Linked DNA regions of Mus musculus: region 1 is linked to region 2. A link is a contact called in public promoter capture Hi-C data. All regions are on one chromosome and are shown on one strand. The core of a region is the stretch at or near the end of the contact, and the rest is flanking DNA. Distances in the headings are between cores, read along the strand shown.

Region 1 (4,929 bases), core at 199-2,698, 160 kb after region 2:
TGGAGAGAGAGAGAGATGGCGAGGGGGAGACACACACACACACACACACACACACAGAGAGAGAGAGAGAGAGAGAGAGAGAGAGAGAGAGATCATTTAGAGGCTGGATTTTTTGACAAGGTATGTGAGGTGGATTCTTCATTTGGAGGCAATGATTTCATGTTAGCATGAGAAGAAGGTATTCAGACAGAACCAAACATAAAACACTGAGCTCTTGAGAGAGGTACGTGGTAGGTAGATGGGCAAGAGGCAATTGAGGACATGGCCCTGATGAGGTGGAATTCTCAGCAGAAACCTTGTCTTGAATCTGAGCTTATGGCAGCCACGCCCTCCTCTCAGTGTTCCCCTGTCCTCTCTCTGCGCCTTTTCCTTGCACTTCCCAAGGCTGAAACCTCAAGACCTGGAGGAGAGGAGAAGAAGCCAGCTTTTCAGTGAGCTGGTTCTTCAGTGCCTCAGCTAAAGCATTCCTCACACAAAAAGATGCCAGGGGCATTATTCACCTTGCCACTTCCAGAGAGCTGAGATGTCTTATAGACAGAGAAAACATCCTGCTAAATAATTCTTTTTTAAGTCTATCGGTTGCACTTTTTGTGAGAAGACAAGAGTGTGACCAAGTTTCGTGGCACATAATTGACTTCTGAGGTGAGGATGGAAGAAAGAAAGGGACAGAGCCTGGACATCACCAGCCTGTGGACGTGAAGCAAACACTCCTGCCTCTTGCCCCAAGTCAAATGGTTCTGAGTAGCGATTCACACATAGTGGAGGGCTGAGCTGAAACTATTTGGGACAGAGTGGCATTGGCTGGTTCTGGGCACAGATCTAACACTCTCCATTATTTTGAATAGGATTTACATGAATTTGCATTTGGGGTTTATTTTTCGGAGTGGGGGAGGGCAGAGGTGAGGATAGAAATGCAATGTCAGCTTAGGGGACTATCCATGTAGTAAGCTTAAATTTAGACAACAGACCGCACATGATCCTCAGTTTCACAGAAGTACTGAGTCATGAATTTGTGAGTTTCTGGACAAGTGTGTGGATTGATTCCTGCATACATTCTATTAAAGGAAAGCTTTCCAGAGTACGTGTTTGGTCGTAGAAAACATGTGGTGCTCTCCCCTACTGCAGCCAATCTTCAGCTCCGGGGAAAGCAGATGTAATAATTGTCTAGCTTAAAGAACCAGCCTACTTCTAGCCTTTCCACAGACTTGTGGACATCACTGTGTCCCCACTGTCCTTACTAGAGACATCTCACACTGCCTCAAAACACCCAGAATTTCCAATGGCATTCAGCTAGTTTGACTCCTCATTTTATCACCGCCAGTGTTATGGCTTTGGGTAAAGGACAGATTCTGAGCCTGATTCATTTTGTAAGTACCTGGCACAGAGCTGTGCATAATACACACCCCACGAATGGTGGCTTGCTTTCCCCTTCCCCCAGACGATAGCAGTGGCTGCCACACCCTCTGTTGGAATTGGCACCGCATCCTCCTCCACCCACTCCTTGCTCCTCATTCTCTATGCATCATTCTGGATAGTAACAGTTCTCATTTGCCTGGCAGAGGCTGAGAAACATACCACGTGGGGATGAGAATGGCTATGGGTAGGAGAGAGAGACCCACAGTTAAAGAGTGGGAAACATGGGCTCCACAGTCAGATAAGTGAGACAAAAAAAAAAAAAAAAAACAAAACAAAACAAAAAAACAGGTTAACTCTAGAACTGCTGATTTTTCGGTGGCATCAATAGCAATCTTCCAGAATTTAGTAGGAATGTAGAGAGCTTGCAAGTCAGATCAGGAGGAAATTGAGGGGGCAGGGGGATGTGTCTCAAGTAAGATGGGATCCTCAGAAAATAAGTAATAAGAATTTAAATACATTGTTGTTCCTATCACAGTGTGCTTTAAAGTTAGTCTATAGAATGTCTATGTGCATGATTAGTTTCAGTTTGAAAGTAAGGTTCACTAAAATAGGGAGCTCACCCAAAGTCAAGACGCCAGTCAGGGAACAAGAGTTCAAGCCAGAGCCTCTGGAAGTTCATTCTTAGATGCTTCTATTACATCACCAGCACTAACTTCCTCAGACTATTCTTGACGAGGAAGCCTAATGGAAAGCAAATGGAAAGTGAGCTGTGGTTATTTGAATTTCTCAGGGTTGTGGGGTCAAAGGATAGGAAGACTCTATTCATATTGGAAAAAAAATGTAGCTATAGAGTATGTGGATGCTGAAGAGGGTATTTCCCATGTATATGTAATTATGGAGTATGTGTGGACGCTGAAGGGGTGTTTCCCGTGTATTTTAGTCTGGCAGTCACTTAGAAGCTGACAGTTGACTGTGAGACGGAAATGGTATGATTTTCCTTTAACTTCCAACTTCCCAATGCAAGCCAGACATTGCCTTGAGTAATCAGTTAAGGGTAATTTATGCTTTGTGAATTTAAAACTGTTTCAGCTGTCAGAAAAGCTGCCTGCAACCCCATGAAAATCAGCTGTGTATCTTCTTTTAAATCACTCCACCACTTTTACAAACATCAATAACAAGTCAATGGGAGTTGGGCTGTGTATCCTGCTGTTACAAAGAGATACAGACCATTAAGTGTTGGTAATTCCTAAAGGGTTTTTAAAATTCTTCTCTTATACAATATATCCTGACTGCACTTTCCCCTCCCTTCATTCATCCTAACAACCCTCTCCCATCTCCTCCCCCTCAGATCCACTCCTCTTCCATTTCCCTTCAGAAAAGGGCAGGCCTCCCAGGGATTTCAACAAAACATGGCCTAACAAGATACAATAAAATAAAGAAGGCTACCAGTTTGTACTAAGTACTTGTTATATGGAAACATTTTGTGGGGAAAGGGCTGGTTTTCTTTAGATCAATCCTCAAATAAATTATGGAAAAATGAATAATATTTTTCCATTTTACAAAAACCAAAACAATTAAAAACAAACAAAAAAAACCTCAAAGCAAAACAAAACAACAACAACAAAAACAACCAACCAAAACAAAAAGCAAAAAAAAAAAAATCAAAACAAAAAAGCAAAAAAACCAAACAAACAAAACACAGTAAGGTGAGAAGTTAACACACTTTGCTCCAGGTCTTCTGACTGGATCCAGCAATAAGATTTCAGCCCAGCCAGACTGATTTCGGGGCTCAATGCTCTTCACCATTCAACTGTAATGAATTTTATATGAAAACCGAGTCACAAAAATCAATCAACGTACAAGACAGTCTTAAAACCCATCACAATACTTTAACCATAATTACATAACTGCGAACAGCAGTACATTAGTGTCAGAGGAGGTTTGTGCTCTATGAATGTCGAGCCCATCTGAGAAAATCTTCACAGCAGCACCAGTGTCAACCTGGATGCATCTCTGAAACCTCCCGGGAAGCTTGCTACCACAAAATCCCTCTCAAATCTGCTTCTATTTTGTAGTTTTAGACAAAGACCATTAGCAATCACCCATTTGTCAACTGGAATTTAAGAAGATTTAAAATGTCAAGCACCATATTAGAGAAAAATTTATTTTTAAAGCCTTAAAAATTATTAATTTGTACTCAAATGTCTTTTATGCCTTCTGTGTCCATTTATATTACATTATATTCTGGCCCAGATATAGGTAACTCATAGGCTGTGTCTAGTTTGAAGAGAGGTTAATGTTAGCTGTATGGGAGCTTGTATAGGTCATGGACCGCATAATAACCTTTTTTGCCAGACAAATGAAAATTTCTCTTGACTTCACAGTAAGTCCACAGAATTTGTCACATAGCCTGTTTTATAGTTTTTCACATTTATGGCAGTGCTGAGGATTAAGTATTTATTTTGTTTTGTTTCTACAGTACAGGGAAGTTGAACTGAGGGCTTCATGTATGCTAGATAAGAGCTCTACCACAGGTGTATACCTCAGTAAATATACAATAGTAAATAGGGGTTCATCAATGAAGCATGTGTCTCTTTCTTTTACGTTATAATAAAACATAAAATGTGTTATGTTATAATAGCTCTTTGGGAGACAGATTGCCCTAAACTAGGAAGGTAGTCACACATCACTGAATAGCAGAGACATAGGCTGAGAAATGCACCATATATGACTTCATTGCTGGTCCCATACGATTATGCTAAAGCTGAAAAGTCTTACTTCTTGACGACCATAACCATCATTATATGGGAAATTGACACTCAATCCACCATCAAACCCACCCTAGTGCCAGTCACATCAAAGTGTACACAGACAATTATGCACAGTTCATAATAAATGTTACTGGTTTATATATTTATTACTTTTTTTACTATTTTAGAGTAGACTCGTGCATGTTGCAGGGAGGGACTTCTATTTGTATATACATATGTGTGTGCTTGTATTTCTCCTGAACTAAGAAGGGATTGTGGAAGAAGTTATTGGGAGCTGATTAGTCTAACTACATGTACACCTAAACTAATGCTTGTGTTGTCTCTCAGTTTTTAACAAAATATTTTAAGGTAATCTAAAATACATGATTTAAAATAAAGAAGATATAAGCTGTGTGCGTAGCTCAGTGCTGAGCAGCTCTAGAATGTGTGAGGCCCTGGGTTTGATCCCTGAACTACATTAAATTAAAAAAAAAAAAAAGAAAAGAAAAGAAAAGAAAAGAAAAGAAAAGAAAAGAAAAGGAAAAGGAAAAAGCTTACAGGATAATGATTTAAAGAATGCATTTTTATACAGACTACGGTTTGTTTGCATTTTAAGCCAACTGTTTATTGCTCCTTTCAATCTAAATTTGCTGCAGGACACTACCATCTACATTTGCTTAAGTATATTCTATGATGTTTGCGCAATAATGAGATCATCTGCTAGTGGGATTCTAAGAATGTATCTTTGTCATTAAGTGACATGTGACTGTGTTTCTATTCTGGAACAATCTTACCATAAATGTCTATTATGTGACATGGGAGG
Region 2 (5,020 bases), core at 1,102-3,601:
AGGAACTTGAAACAGAAACCATGGAGAACTGGTGTTTACTGACTTAAACTCACCTGGCTTTCTTATACAAGGACCGGGTCTTCAAAGGCGACCCCTCCCCCAGTGGGCTGGGCCCTTTCCCATTAATTAGCAATCAAGAAAATATCCCCACAGACTTGGCCATAGGTGAATCTGATGGAGGTAATTCCTCAGCTGAGGTTTCCTCTTCACAGGTGTGCCAACCAAGATTAGTTATTGCTGGAGGTGGTGAGAAATGGCGTTGAAGCTAATTTCAGTGGTCTATACAGTTTACTATAGGTTCACCGGGGCAGAGAGTATTTAAATCAAATGAGGTCTCTTAGTTTCTATGTCCCCATGAATAATTTGGTTTCTATATTCAATGGCTTCTTCCTTTTGGCAAAATGAACAAGGTTTTACGAGGTTTTGGGTCAAAGTGAAGGGGCTAGGTCCTTAACTCGCAAATTGAGTGAAACTAACCAGCCTTCCTAGAATTGAGGACACAGCACCGGCCCCATTAACACCATCTGGGTAACTGGTCACCATGGATAATAATGCATAGCAAAGGAGATGCTTATTTATATGATGGTGGCCATTTTCTCTAATGTTCTAAAGCTTTGTTATTCTCGTTGATAAAACACACCTAAGAGTCCCTGTTGTAGGACAAGTAAGCAGTATTGATTAGATATAGCTCTATTTTATTTCATTAGTCAGGTTTCAGATGTTATACATATAGCACTTAGCAACGCTGTATGTAAAAAGGTATAAAGTGCTGAACGGACTAAAAGGAAAGATTTTCTCTGGCCCCATAGGCTGTCAGTTAGCCACCATGTCCGTCACACGGCCCCCCTCTAGTCAACTGCTCTTGGTTTCCTTGATGACTTACAATGGTTCAAGCACCCGGAGAGTATTTCACTGTTCCCTGGGTTCTGCTGAAGTTCTAGCCATGGCTGATGGCGTTCCTCGGCCTTTCATCTATCAACATGTACTCTTGCCAGTGATGGAGACAAGAGTCTTTATCCAAAGGTTGGGCATAGAGGCAAGCATGAAAGGTAAAGTGCCACAATGTGTGGATGGCATGCTGTATTCCAGGCAGCCTTTAGAGGAGCTGGTAGGTTCAGACCCAGAGCTGCTACTCACCTACATCTTGAGGCACTTTCTTTTAAAACATTTTTGTTTTGCCCAGAAACTACTTGACCAGCATACAGAAGGGACACCCTGCACTCTGTGCTTTTAGAGGACCAATCTCACTGCTCCCAAATCCTAAAAAATCCACCCAAGGTCAGGTAAGGATTAGTAGCCTCCTAGGACACACTGTGTGCTCTCAGCAGCCTCACACTCCCCTGAGTCCAGAGGGCTAGCTCTAAAGTGCAGAGTATGGGTAAGCGTGGGCACAAAGAAACAATTCTGACGCCATCTGATTTCCAAATTGAGGACAGCTTCTTGAAGCTCCCAGGGGCTAGTGAAGCTCTATTCAATGGGGGTGTAGTGTCCTTATCAGATTAAAAAAACAAAAACAAAAAACAAAACCAAAACGTTTATTGAGTTTGTTCTTTGCCAATTTCATGCACGTGTACTGTGCATTCTGATTATTGTACCCTCTCCTTATCAAATTTTAAAGAGTGAATGGGTTCTCTAAAGAAGAGCTACCCACGGGGTTACAAACTTTGTTATGGATGAGCAGTCACCCTCAGTCTCTCCTTGCTGCATGAAAAAGGAACACCCATTATGGGTGGTGAGGTGGTGAGTGGTCAGCGCCCTGCTCCAGATGGGCACTCCCACCCAAATATGAAACCAATACTTACTCTCTCTCTCTCTCTCTCTCTCTCTCTCTCTCTCTCTCTCTCTCTCTCTCTCTCTCTCTCTCACACACACACACACACACACTCTCACACACACACACACACACACACACACACACATGCACCGTGCAAAGTGGACAAATCTAGAGGGTTTGTGCCCAATTTGGGGGCACTGAATCTAAGCAACTGGCCTTTGTGTAAGAGCCATCTTCCCGTCGCCGCGGGGCGCGCGTCTCCACCGAATGTGCGGTGCCGTGCGGTGCGGGGGAGGTTCCACGGCTCCGGCCCGGGTCCCTAGCTCTGCCCCACACCCGCCCGGCGCGCGCCGCGCTGCGCTGTCCGCGGAGTCCGTGGCTGCCGCGCACTTGGCTGGGGCGAGAGGAGAGAGGGGTGGGCGGGCTGCTCGCCTGGCATTGGCGCTCTGCAGTGCAGTCAAGTGTTAGCCCAGCTCCCTATATGGTCGGGGATTAGCTCGGCGCTGCTGAGGCTGAGCGAGGAGCAGGAGGAGGAGGACGGAGGAGGAGGAGGAGGAGGAGGAGGAGGAGGAGGAGAAAGAGCAGCGGCAGAGCAGCAGTCAGCGCACGCCGCTGCCTAGGGGAAACAGAGGCGCCCGAGGCTGGGGCGCAGCGCACGCCCTGGGAGCCATGGCCGAAGCGGGAGAAGGAGGCGAGGATGAGATCCAGTTCCTGAGGACTGTGAGTCTCGGCGGCCGGGCGAGGCGGCGGGCAGGTGGGGAGGAGCGCGGCGCGGTGAGGAGGGGCTGCGCTGCGCCGCGGTGCGGGGCGCGTTCTCCGCACTCGCAGGCTGCAGAGGCGGACCAGCCACCTCTCCGCGGTGAGGGGCTGAGTGGAAAGGGGCCCCTTCTTCAGCCTTTCCCCCTCATTCCGTGCTGCCACCTCACACTCTCAGGTCTCCCACCCGGGACTGCTCGCTCTCCGGGCAACTCGCTACTTGGTCTGAAACCCTTGATGCTCAAACTTCAAGCTGAGCTTGGCTTGTGATTCCTCCGACCCAGAAGATCAGAGGTGTTCCACAACCGGCCTCCTGTCACCTCCACACCTTGCCGGGTCCCTCATTCGAGCTGCCTTTGGGCTCTAGGGGACAGTCAAGAAAGGAGCCAATGGGGCAGGGGCGAGAGTGGGGATCCCGGTCTGGAAACCGGGCGCCTGCTTTTGGTGGCAATGTAGGGACTGATCAGAAGGGAATTCATCCAGTACTGTCCGTCTCCCTTCTCTTTAAATCTCTATTCAGCAACTGCTGCTAAACCTTACTTGACTCACCCGCGGGTGTGTGAGAGCTACTGTTTGTGCTCCAGGCTCCCAAGAACCCTGCAGAATGGGGAAATCCCGGTCTGTGGCTCCGCGTCATCAGGTCCCCTTCTTGGCGCTGGATGGAGGGCAATGCTCCATCCCAGATTTGGGGAACGGGGCAAAGTCCAGCGCTGCTATGCCTGTCTTCCCCTTCGGGAGTTAACAACTCAAGGTGGTCGACCACCTTGAAGGACAGGGGGCAGCAGGTTGCTTCCTAGGGCTGATTTCAGCCACCTGACCTTGAACAATTCATATAATCTTCTCTACGTAGCCTCAGTTTCCTCTCGTGTAAAATGGAGGCAAATGTAACTAGCATTTCATGAAAGATAATTAAATGAAATAGTGAATTCCATAATATTTTGCAACTGACAAATGCTTTATAAGTGCTAGGTGACGAGGTAGGTAGGTCTGGAGAATTAGAATGAAAATCTTACCTTGCACTGTCCTTTTTAAGAGCGCCCTGCTTCTTTCTGTCCTGGTCATAGAGGACGACAACTTTGCTCTGTCCATCTTTTGGAACGTTCCCTCTTGCTTTGCAGTTTCCTTCTAATAATTTTCAGACCCATCCTTACTTCCATTGTCTCTTCTTCAAACACAGTTCCTTGGTCAAGGCTCAGTCTTGGGTCTTGTTTGACGGACAGAGAAGACCAACCATTCTCCTAATACGTCCGAGAGGCCAGAAGCTCGTCTACTTTGTCCTGGTTCATCTTTACACTGTACACAGCCCACCCACTGTCTCAGGGCCCGGCAAACTACCTGTTCTTCCCAGAGCCCCGTGGGACCCTTTTGCTTTTCCTCCAACAGGTGTCCTCAATAGTGAATGACTAACAGCACAGGTGCTTCTGGATTTGTGCCCTCTTCAGCCATGTTGTTTGTTTGTTTGTTTATTATTAAAAGTCTAGGCACAGATAATTGAGGAAATTTTCTTTGGGCAGCTTGAGGCAGCTTGAAGATGAGACTCAAGGAGTTAAGGTTAGAGATCCGAAGCCTGACCTCAAGTCTTCATTTCATGTAGGCTGCTTGTCTTAGCTTCGGTAGCCATCTTCCCAGCCTTCTCTGTACTGGGCAGTGTTGTTGTAGTTGAGAACACCTGTAGCCAAGGCTTAAAATGGCAGTGGTTGTTTAACTTTGTCTCACCAGTTTTCTGGAGATCAGAGTAAATGGAACTCTTTTTAAAGCCAATCTAGAGACTCTGTGGGGCTCAAGCACCCTGATCAATAGTTCATTTGCAGAGGGCTGAGTATCTGCACAGCTCAGAAGGAGAGCTGAGGTCACCAGGGAGTGACTCCCAGGTATGACAAAACCAATTCTTTCTTCAGCAAAATTACCTGGATTTTTTTTTTAAAGGATTGTGAGGTAGTTTACATGAGGTAATCTTAAGTATGATCTTCATCTTATTCTTGCTTGGAACTGAGAGAGGTACAGGAAATCAAACGGCTTGGCTGTGGCTACCCAGCAAGTTGCTGGTAATTGTTATTATGTAATGTTAAGTTTAACTCCCAATGGAGCTGTGAGGTCTGCTCCAGAGGTTAGAATATTAGGAGTCCATGCAGATGAATTTGACTCTGTTCCTCATTAGCCATGAATTAGATGAAACGATTTATTGGAACTCTGGAAGCATATACTTGATCTCTGCACGAGCGTACACACACACACACACACACACACACACACACACGACATTATCTTTCAGTTTTTCAGAAAGTTAGAATCACTGTGCTCTACTTAGCAGGGTAATGTCTTCACCTGTGAATATACCTGCATTGTACACAGGGCATTTTACTTTGAACTCACTCACTTCTACCTTAGCATATTTTTCTTCCCTACAAACGGAATCTGCTAGAGCATATTGGCCACGTGTCAATCACCTTAACATTGCTTTGGACCAGAGGTGACTATTTCACAGTGAAA

The links. Promoter capture Hi-C pulls out the DNA fragments that hold promoters and counts their contacts.
Region 1: a promoter capture Hi-C map of hippocampal neurons shows a contact between it and region 2, with 5 times the contacts expected there. The contact joins the enhancer-like site here to the promoter of Ryr3 in region 2. A contact is called at or near these places in 6 of 39 promoter capture datasets (cranial neural crest, embryonic stem cells, epiblast stem cells and 2 more), 3 of 484 Hi-C or Micro-C datasets (cerebral cortex and cortical neurons), 3 of 115 datasets of contacts at active chromatin or transcription factors (embryonic forebrain, forebrain and neural tube) and 1 of 9 other capture datasets (embryonic stem cells).

What each region holds. Positions count from the first base shown.
Region 1 is chr2:113,055,695-113,060,623 of GRCm38.p6, reverse strand. All of the region lies in intron 1 of Ryr3 (ryanodine receptor 3), which reads left to right. Among named protein-coding and RNA genes, the nearest start is that of Ryr3, 160 kb to the left of the region's middle. Within about 2 kb of position 1,448, at least 21 of the 459 cell types and tissues checked have an H3K27ac peak or open chromatin away from gene starts, as enhancers often do. A contact at or near this core is called in hippocampal neurons and second pharyngeal arch cranial neural crest, where this site is marked.
Region 2 is chr2:113,214,414-113,219,433 of GRCm38.p6, reverse strand. It overlaps Ryr3 (ryanodine receptor 3), which reads left to right and starts at 2,351. Exons shown (of 104, transcript NM_001319156.1): 1 at 2,351-2,494. The coding sequence starts at 2,444.